2 separate regions of the Mus musculus genome follow, and region 1 is linked to region 2. The links are chromatin contacts, called in public ChIA-PET maps. All regions are on one chromosome and are shown on one strand. Each heading gives the region's core, a stretch centred on a gene start, on an enhancer-like site or on the middle of the called end of the contact. The rest is flanking DNA. Distances are from core to core; before and after follow the strand shown. Region 1 overlaps Slc25a33 (solute carrier family 25, member 33). Region 2 overlaps Clstn1 (calsyntenin 1).

Region 1 (4,426 bases), core at 1,194-3,693, 110 kb before region 2:
GTGTTTCGCCTGCACTGTGGAAGGTGTTGAGTCCCCTGGAGCAGGAGTTACAAGCGGTTGTTAGCCACCGTGTGGAAGCTGCTGGGAATAGAGCCGCGGTCCTGTGGAAGAACTGCCAGTGTTCGTAACCACTGAGCCATCTCTGCAGCCCTGGTCAGATTTTTTAAAAGTTGCTGCTGAGGAGGATCAAGGTTTCAACACTGAGCGAGTGGATTCCCAAAAACAGGTGGTTAGTGACAGGCACAGGAAGGACCCAGCTGGGGTGTGTGAGGCAGCTCGGAGCTCAGTGAGGACAAACAAACAGTATCTGTGGTCCTCAGTGACTGAGAGAAAGCTTCCTGTTTGTCCACCGTGAGATGGAAGTGGGTAAGTGTTCAGAAGAACCGCTTCATATGCGGAGTTAACATTTACTCTACGTGAGAACCCGTTACCCAAATGCCCGAGCTACCCGCTGGACTAGGCCTGTAAGGTAAATGTGAATGCTTCTCTTCTGCAAGTTTTATGGGATGTGTATTCTCCGCCTCTAGATTCTCCTAGCTCCAGTAGCCCCACCTACATGAGTTTCACAGTGGAAACCAAAGGAAAAGGGCACTTTGTCATTGAAAACTCAGGAACCACTTCCACACCACACAAAAGCCAATACTTCACCACAGACCCACAGCAGTGGTTGGTTGATACAGTCAGGGGCTGTGACATCACACACTGCCACTTCCACATGAATATCCGTTTCTACTATGGTCAGGTCAAAATGTTAACCATGGAGTTAGGTCAGGTTCTTAGGACAGTGATGCTGCCCAATTAAAAAGGTTGTGCGTGCACAGTTGTCTCGCTCACTCAAGCTCTATTTCTTTAGCCTGTTGTGTATGTTTTTAGGATGCTCCTGCAGCGTGGGCTTGCTGTCAGTGCCTTTCAGGTTTTAAAAGGATTCTATTGATTTTTCACCTCAGCCTTAAAGATTAGTGTCTGGACCTCAATTACTCCCATTTTCGAGAGGAAGACGTGCAAGTTAACGATTGCAGATGCCAGAACTGTGTTTATTGCACGTCCCATTTCTAGGACAGTTTGGTGTAGCTACGAGCAAAGTAAACCAAAACCACAACAGCTCAGCTCACAGCTGGGCTATGGCCTCCTTCAGGTCCTGTGGAGATGTAGCTGGTGCTAGCCCAGAGATTCTTTTTATTATTATACATACACTGTAGCTGTCAGATGTGCCAGAAGAGGGCGTCAGATCTCATTATGGGTGGTTGTGAGCCACCATGTGGTTGCTGGGATTTGAACTCAGGACCTTTGGAAGAGCAGTCAGTGCTCTTACCCGATGAGCCATCTCACCAGCCCCTAATCCAGAGATTCTAAGAGCAGGGCCTCAGCCCTTTCGTTAGCTGCTGCTTCGGCTTTCTTAGCTGTGGCTGCTGTCATACCACCTCACCTCCTGCTGTAGCAGAGTCCCAGGGCTCCCTCAGTGACAGCTGTCCCCCAGCAGTCTCATTAGTCACCTGTGAGGAATGGGGTTTCTCACACCTACCCCCTGCTGCCTATATAGACAGCATGAATGTCTTCAACTCATACCCAACAAAAGTGCGCAGACCAGAGCTCTTGCCCTGCTGAGCCCTGGGCCTATTTGGTTAAAAGAAGCCGTATTCTTGTAGCTATAGTTCTGGGACCTTGGAGCCACTCTGGAGACTTCTCTCCACCCACAGTAAATCCTGTTAGCTCTGCTTTCAAAGTGTAGAACAGGCTAGCGCTGTCCTGATGAAGGCTACATTGCCATGGCTGTGCGGCAGTGCTAGCGCCCTAGCTGCCCTGGCCTGAGATGTAGCCATCCATACTCCTCACTCTGCTCAGCAGAGCAGCCAGAGGCCTCTGCTCACTTCCCTCCTCCAAGCAGCCCCTGGGCCTGCCGGCTCTTCACTCAGCAGTCCTGTGGCTCTACTGTTCCCCTCCAGCCTCCTTGTTACTTTAAAGGCACAGGAATGGCCATGGTGGCATACGCCTTTAATCTCGACACTCAGGAGGTAGAGGCAGGTGGCGCTGTGAGTTTGAGGCCAGCCTGGTCTATACAGAGAGTTCCAGGACAGCCAGGGCTACACGGTGGGACCCTGTCTCAAGAATAAATTATAAAAGCACAGGAACATAGCTAGCACAAGTTCCGTGTGCCAGACATTCTCTCTGGCTTTGACACCTTTGCAGGTGTATCCTGCAGTGATCTGGTTATTTAACCTGAGCTCCTCCACCCATCACCCACCCACCCACCCACCCACCACCCACTCATCACCCACTCATCCACCCACCCATTCACTCACCCACCACCCACCCACTCACCCAACCACCCACTCACCACCCACCCTGCCTTCCTCCTTCACCACAGCTCCATCCTCCACAGCACAGGTCACTTATTTCCTGTTGTTTGTCTCCTCACTCTCACCCCACCCTGGAAGGTGGGCGGTGTTTTGTTTTGAATAATAAAGTGTCCTCAGGCTCCTTAGAACGTTGTGTGTGACTGGAGGAGCACTCGGTACCAACCAAATGATTTTTAGAAGTTGGGCAGGTCAGTAAAGGTCATGGGGATGGCTTGCTGGCCTCCCTCCCTCAATGTAGACTCGTTTGTGTTGCTGTCGTTAGTGGGTGCTTTCCTATGCTCTTTAAGGTAAGGTTTGCAGCAGGGTTTCTTTGTATGGTGAGTCCTAATTCCCATCTGAAGAAAGCCTGTCCTTAGGCTGTGTGGATGTTCTTGTGGACAAGATCCCAAAGTAGTGAACAGTGTCCTGCCGTGGCAGTGAGGACAGCGAAGGTAGCTGCTTTGTAGTCAGCCATCTAAGCCAAGCCCAGGGGTGACACACTACCAGGACAAGCCCCAGACCTTTCCTGTATACCTGGGTTTAGTTCTGTTTTGTCAGGTATCTCTTTTTTTGAAAAAAATATTTTTAAGTGAGGATTTTAATTACTGAGGTACCTTATTATTTTATATTTTAAGGTCTTTTTAAAAGTTTTAATAATTTTCAAAAACTTAAATGCATGCCTGCATGTGTGTGCATACTACACATTCTTGTAGGTGGCCAGAAAAAGGTGTGGAAACTCCTGCAGCTGGAGATTTACAGGCTGTTGTAAAGTGAGCTACCTGACAGAGCTGCTGGGGACCAGCAAGAGCAGCGTGACTAACCCCTGAGCCTTCTCCAGCATCCTTTTTCAGTCTGAAAATTAATGTCCGTGTCTTTCAGAAACTGCCTCGCTCAGGTAGACACTGAGATGAGGTGCTTGTCTCTCCTGTGCAGCCGGGTCTAACCTGGGGACAGAGTGACAGACTCCATCAAGTCTCTGACCTCTTTTGACATGCTTTTCCAACATGAAAGGGCAGATGCCTGTGGGAAAGTGAGCCTGGCTCCTACATTGGTCTCTCAAAACTGTATGCTCTGTATAGTGGGAACTTGATTGTTCCAGAAGAGTTTATAAACACCCAGATAGGGCAGAAGTTCAGCTTATATAACAGGCCTGACTTGTTGCCACTGTTAAACGTGTAACTATGGAGACTGTCTTTCTTCAGCTCTTACAAGGCACAAGTCACTTGAGGACACATGCTCCGCGATGCATTATGGATGAGGGCTCCTGGCTTCCTAGAGCCAGGGGTTCCCTTAACTTTCTGAGATAGCTTCTCGGTGGCACAGGGCTCATTGCTGGAGATCAGTGAAGCCTGCACGCTGTCAGGTGGAGCAGCATTGGGATCGCTACCACTCGCTTTGTCACTGGGTGTGCTCACCCCAAGGTGCTACCAGAGACTTGTTTTGTTCAAGGAGCTTGGCCTGTAAGAAACAGTCCTCTCTTTGAGGAAGATAATAAAAATAAAGTGTTTTAATTGAAAGCATTAAGTTGTGCCTGATAGAAGCCAGAAGGCTTATTTTTGGCCTGTGACTCCAGTGAAACTCCCACGAATTTCATTTTGAAGCACTGTGTTCATGAAGGCCTAAGAACTGTTGGCTCTAGTCCTTGATTTTTATAACTTTACATGCTATCACTTCAGCCTCAGCTGTTATGGCCTGTAGAAAGAGCTGTTGGTGCTGTTGGTTTCATTTTATTTGGTTGGTTGGTTGGTTGGTTGGTTGGTTGGTTGGTTGGTTGGTTGGTTTTGGTTTCTCAAGACAGGGTTTCTCTATGTAGCACTGGCTGTCCTAGCACTCAGAGACCCACCTGCCTCTCCTCCCAAGAGCTGGGATTAAAGGTGTGTACTACTGCCCGACTGCTGCTGCTGTTGCTGCTGCTGCTGTTAAAGAACCCCTTTTGTTTTCAAATAATTTCAAATAGTAGAAGTTATAAGAGCAACACAGATGACTTGCTTGTGGCATTTTTTGGACACACCAGTTTTTAACGTGTTACTGTCTTGCTTTGTCATTTTGACCCTGTGTTCATTCATAAACTCCTCTGAACCATTTGAAAA
Region 2 (4,434 bases), core at 1,544-4,043:
TGCACATTGTGTAAATGCTTTCATCCCACGTCCTCCATCTGTGATAACTGGAGCAGAGAGTGACAGGCCACCAGCCTAACCAGGGCATCCCCTGAAGGTCACATGACACTCTAAGGCCTCTGACATTTGAGTCAACGGGTGGACCATCTGGGTTTGGGGGTCTGAATACAGAGAGAATTTAGCATCCTATTGGGCTTCATTCTGGATTGCGTAACAGAGCAAAGTCCCTCAGTGTCACTCTGCTGTGTGTGGTTTGTCCAGGACTCTCTGGCACTGGGGAAGACGGAGGAAGAGGCGCTAAAGCACTTCCGGGTGAAGTTCAACGAAGCTCTCCGAGAAAGCTGGAAAACCAAAGTCAACTGGCTGGCGCACAATGTGTCCAAGGATAACCGACAGTAGGAGGCGCCCCCTGGTGGTCATACGGCGGTTCCCTCCTGGCTTTCAGCCCTAGAGGTAAAAGGACAGTCCTGGAGACCAGGCATGTCCAGTGGTCACCAAAGGGACCCCAGAGCCTGAACTGTCCCTCATGGGGAAGAACCACACCACTGCTTCTTGTTTACACTGGTAATTTATTTATGACTCGAAATGTTTAAGGAACAGAATAGCCATAAATGGAAGTGCATTTCTGTGCAGGGGAGGGGTGATGTCCTCATGATGTCATCCCCGGTCAGCACTGTAACAGCACCTTGAGGATCGAACCCCTAGTCTTCCAACCTGTGGGTCTTGGCCCAGCAAGGACAGTTCTTGGGGCCTTCTTCCCAGGCTCCCAGCAGGCTGCCTGGAACAAGCCTGGCGGTCACCTGGTGCCTCCATCCTCAGCTCACCTCCGGCCACCGTTGTGTGGCCTACCCAACCAAGCCTCCGGCAGCTCTTGAGGAAGCCAGGAGCTTCCCTCTAGACTCAGGCACACTTGCTCGGCACTGCTGAAGCGACCTCTTGGGTTTGGGTACGGGAACGCCCTCACCTCTCATTTGCGGGTAAGAACACGATATGTAGACTCTGTCCCTTACCCCGATGGCTGGGGTAAGGGACCTGGCCTCCACTACAGTTAGTGTATTCCAGGCCTTGAAGCACTCAGACCGGTGCCCCATTTAGCTCCGTGTGGTCACGAATCAAGACGAAGGGCCAGCCAGAATTGAAGTCCTCTTCGAAGTTCGTGTGAGGGGCACACAAGGCAGCTTTATGGACGGACAGGACTGATCTCTTCCAGAGCTGAAATCGCAGAAGGCAGCTGGGGAGCTAGGCTCGAAAAGTGTGAGCAAGGACGAGAACGGAATTCAGTGTAGTCTGGGCAGTCAGAGGAACTCGAGAAACGCAGTCTCGGCCTCCTCCCAGGGATCCAAACGCCAGCCACCCGCCCGGCTTTTAGAGAGCCCAGCTCAGGGGTCGCACATGCTTATCGTCCCACCCCAAGCACATCTCCATGTATCAGCTGCCACCTCAGGACCTGGATCTCCCGGTAGCATTCTGAGACTTTGAGAACCATCACCGCTGTCTCGCCAGCAGCCCAGAACATGGCTCAAGGAGCCCCTTCATGTTGATGAGCCCAGGGTCCAGCAGTGAGCGGTGGTGCCTCCGCAGCACCCGCTGAACCCCTAGTCTGCCCCACCAACTCTGAAATAGGAAACGTGTCTGTGTGTGTGTATGTATGTATGCCATGTTATTTATTGAAAAGAGTCTAGGTGCTCTCTGGTGTGGCTGCAGATTCTGCACAGGCTCGGCCTTTCTGGGTTGGGTGTGTACTTGGCTGGAAGACGGGTTTTTTGTTAAGTTTTTTCCTCTCATTGATGGGGGCTGAGACCAGTTTGTGCAACCTTGACACAACAGGTAAAGACAGGTGAAAAGAAATAAAAACGTTTTTATGTTCTTAAGTTCTTGGCTCAAATAACAAGGGGACTTGGGGGGATACAGTGTACTGGTTGAGCCCTTGTCTGCGAAGTGCAAAGCTTCAGGTACATTCCTTAGTACCATAAAAATTAATAATCCTTGCCCGGCATGGTGGACATCTGTAATCCCAGCACTGAGCAGGCAGAGGCAGGAGGATTGCTTTAAGTTTGAGCCCAGCCTATCTTCATAAATCCCTCAACCCCTGCCCCAACCCGTACCCAACAAACATGACAGAATGGACCCCACTCAGGCTGGAGTTAGAACCAGAACTTTATTATAACGCATACACTTTCTGACCTAGTGTCGATATACACATCTTAAAGGGGACCCTGCGGCTACTGACACGACAGTGTCCCTCTCTTCGTTAGCCTGTTTCCATCTAAGAAAGCAGCTACAGGGGACAGGACATGGGAGGGCGGCCACAGACAGCACGGCGGCATCCTTCGAACTAGCAGCAACAGCAGCGAGGACTGGATGTCCCAGCTGGAGCAGTCTAAACTCTTGACTGTGAATGAAGAGCTGTGCTGTGTGGGTGGTACCTGCTGTCTCCTATCTGCTGGGTCTTAGATCTTAGCCCAAACCCAACAGCACGCGGCATCCCATGGGGCCTCTGGGGAGGAGAGAAAAGATTGTTCTGGAGCATTGTAGCAGTTTATCTTTGGGCCTCGGGGTCTCCTTTTGGTGCTGTTGTGCAGACTTGCTCAGAACCGTGGTCTTCCAAGCGAGGAGCCTGACCGCCTGCACCTTTGCTGTCCGTTCCCAGCTACACCATTTCACCAACAGGGAGGCTCACGTTAATAAGCAGAAACCATGTGGCTGCCAGTCACAGGCGTGTACAGGAAAGGCCAGGGGCTTTGGCAACATCCTGGCTGTTCCCAGCCTCTAATGTGGTTGGAGGCTCGTGGGGCTGGCCCCCCCAGACAGCACTTGAAAGCCATGGCCCCGGCCACGTGGCTGTACGGAAACCCTAGCAAGGGTGGGCCCCAGTGACTTGGGCCTCTCCAACCTGGTTTCTTGGGAGGGAAGAGGGAGGAAGAGGCCCTCCTGGCCCCGCATTCTGACTTTACATTCCTGTCCTGGACTACTAGCACAGAGGACACACAGAATCCCAATTTATTTACAAAATATTAAAAAGTCGGTTGGCCATCTACATATTAACCCCCTCTGCTCTCCCACTTTATACATGCACTAGTTTGGGAAAAAAAAATAAAAAAACTTTTAAAAATAAGAGAAATGGTTACTGACTGCGTGGGAGTAATTTTTCACCCTCTGTCGACAAGTCCGCTCAGTGCGGCTTCTCTGGAGGTCCCAGGTGCTGGTGTCCTCTCCCTGGCCGACAGGGAACTCCAGACACACTTGGGGTCTGAGGTGCTGTGGGGCCCCTGCCCTGGGGAGGAAGCGCCAGCTTCTAGCAAAACTGCAATGGTGATGGGCGGGGAGGGTGGAGCCGGTGGTCCCACACACCAAGCACGGGAGGACTTTGAGCAGTGGGGGAAGGGTCTGCAGACCTGCTGGTCAAAATGATTTTGTACATCGTGGACCCGTGGGGCTGGGAGAGAGTCTGGAGAGCAGGCGCTGAGTGCGGGTTTAGTAGCTGAGTGTGGAGTCATCCCATTCCAGCTGTCGGGTGGCATTCTGGCCGTCTCCGGGGCCTCCTTCCTCCTCCTCACTGCTCTCAGACTCGGCACTGGTGATGTCTTCCTCTTCCTCCCCATCTTCGCTCTCCTCCTCCTCCTCCTCCTCTTCCTCCTCCTCACTGCTGTGCTGGTCCTCATATGTCTGGCAAAGAGACGACGGCGTAAATCTAGCCTGTAGCCCCATCGCCCAGTGTCTATCTACTAAAAGCCACAAAGGAAAACACAGCCAACCCCACAGTGACAGAAGGGCCTGAGTGGTACTGGGAGTCGCCTCGCCAAAGTGACCCGGCAGGTGACGCTCTCATTAGCAACATGGATACCACTCACATGGGATGGGGTGCTCAATGCAGAGGGGCGGAGCTTAGTCCTGTCATACCACGGACATCTTGGGGTAAAGAAGCCAAGAGCGTCAGTTGCCTGCCTATGCTACTCACGGAGGCCTTCAGCAAGGGCTTCCTCATCTGAAGGTGACCCCCCTAATCTAATCTCACTGACCCAACCTGCAAGCACATGACCAGGGTCTGGGTCTCCGTGGCGCTTTGTGGTTGGCCCTTCTGTGCCTACCTCCATGGGGTTGACGGTGATGGTCAAGGCAGAGTCATCCCAGTCCATCTCATTCTCCTTCCCCGTGTCCTGGTCCCGCATCGTTCGCTGATGTGCAGCCCGGATCCGAAACACCCCCAGGATGATCATGAAAACCAGGAAGCTGACACACACCACAATCACCACTGTCGCCGTGCTGGGGACAACTGCCATGGGGTTTGAAGACCAGACACACAGCTTTTGTGACGCTGCTTACACCCAAAGAGCTCCCCCCATCCCATCCCTCCTTGGCCTCCTCAACTACTCTAGGTAGGTCAAATGGAATGTGTCAGAGTGCTTCCTGACTCCTAAACCCTAGGAGGAAGCC

Evidence for each region. ChIA-PET counts read pairs in DNA pulled down with a chosen protein or histone mark.
Region 1: an RNA polymerase II ChIA-PET map of effector CD8 T cells shows a contact between it and region 2, with 8 read pairs. The contact joins two enhancer-like sites. A contact is called at or near these places in 6 of 39 promoter capture datasets (the 3T3-L1 cell line, cranial neural crest, embryonic stem cells and 3 more) and 2 of 115 datasets of contacts at active chromatin or transcription factors (effector CD8 T cells and embryonic stem cells).

Annotation. Positions count from the first base shown.
Region 1 is chr4:149,757,723-149,762,148 of GRCm38.p6, reverse strand. The region is part of intron 2 of Slc25a33 (solute carrier family 25, member 33); the gene reads left to right. Among named protein-coding and RNA genes, the nearest start is that of Slc25a33, 14 kb to the left of the region's middle. Within about 2 kb of position 2,443, at least 40 of the 459 cell types and tissues checked have an H3K27ac peak or open chromatin away from gene starts, as enhancers often do. A contact at or near this core is called in effector CD8 T cells, where this site is marked.
Region 2 is chr4:149,646,605-149,651,038 of GRCm38.p6, reverse strand. It overlaps Clstn1 (calsyntenin 1), which reads right to left. Exons shown (of 19, transcript NM_023051.5): 18 at 4,089-4,273; 19 at 2,140-3,666. The coding sequence ends at 3,475. It overlaps Pik3cd (phosphatidylinositol-4,5-bisphosphate 3-kinase catalytic subunit delta), which reads left to right. Exons shown (of 22, transcript NM_001164052.1): 22 at 262-1,871. The coding sequence ends at 399. Among named protein-coding and RNA genes, the nearest start is that of Mir7023, 6.7 kb to the left of the region's middle. Within about 2 kb of position 2,793, at least 56 of the 459 cell types and tissues checked have an H3K27ac peak or open chromatin away from gene starts, as enhancers often do. A contact at or near this core is called in effector CD8 T cells, where this site is marked.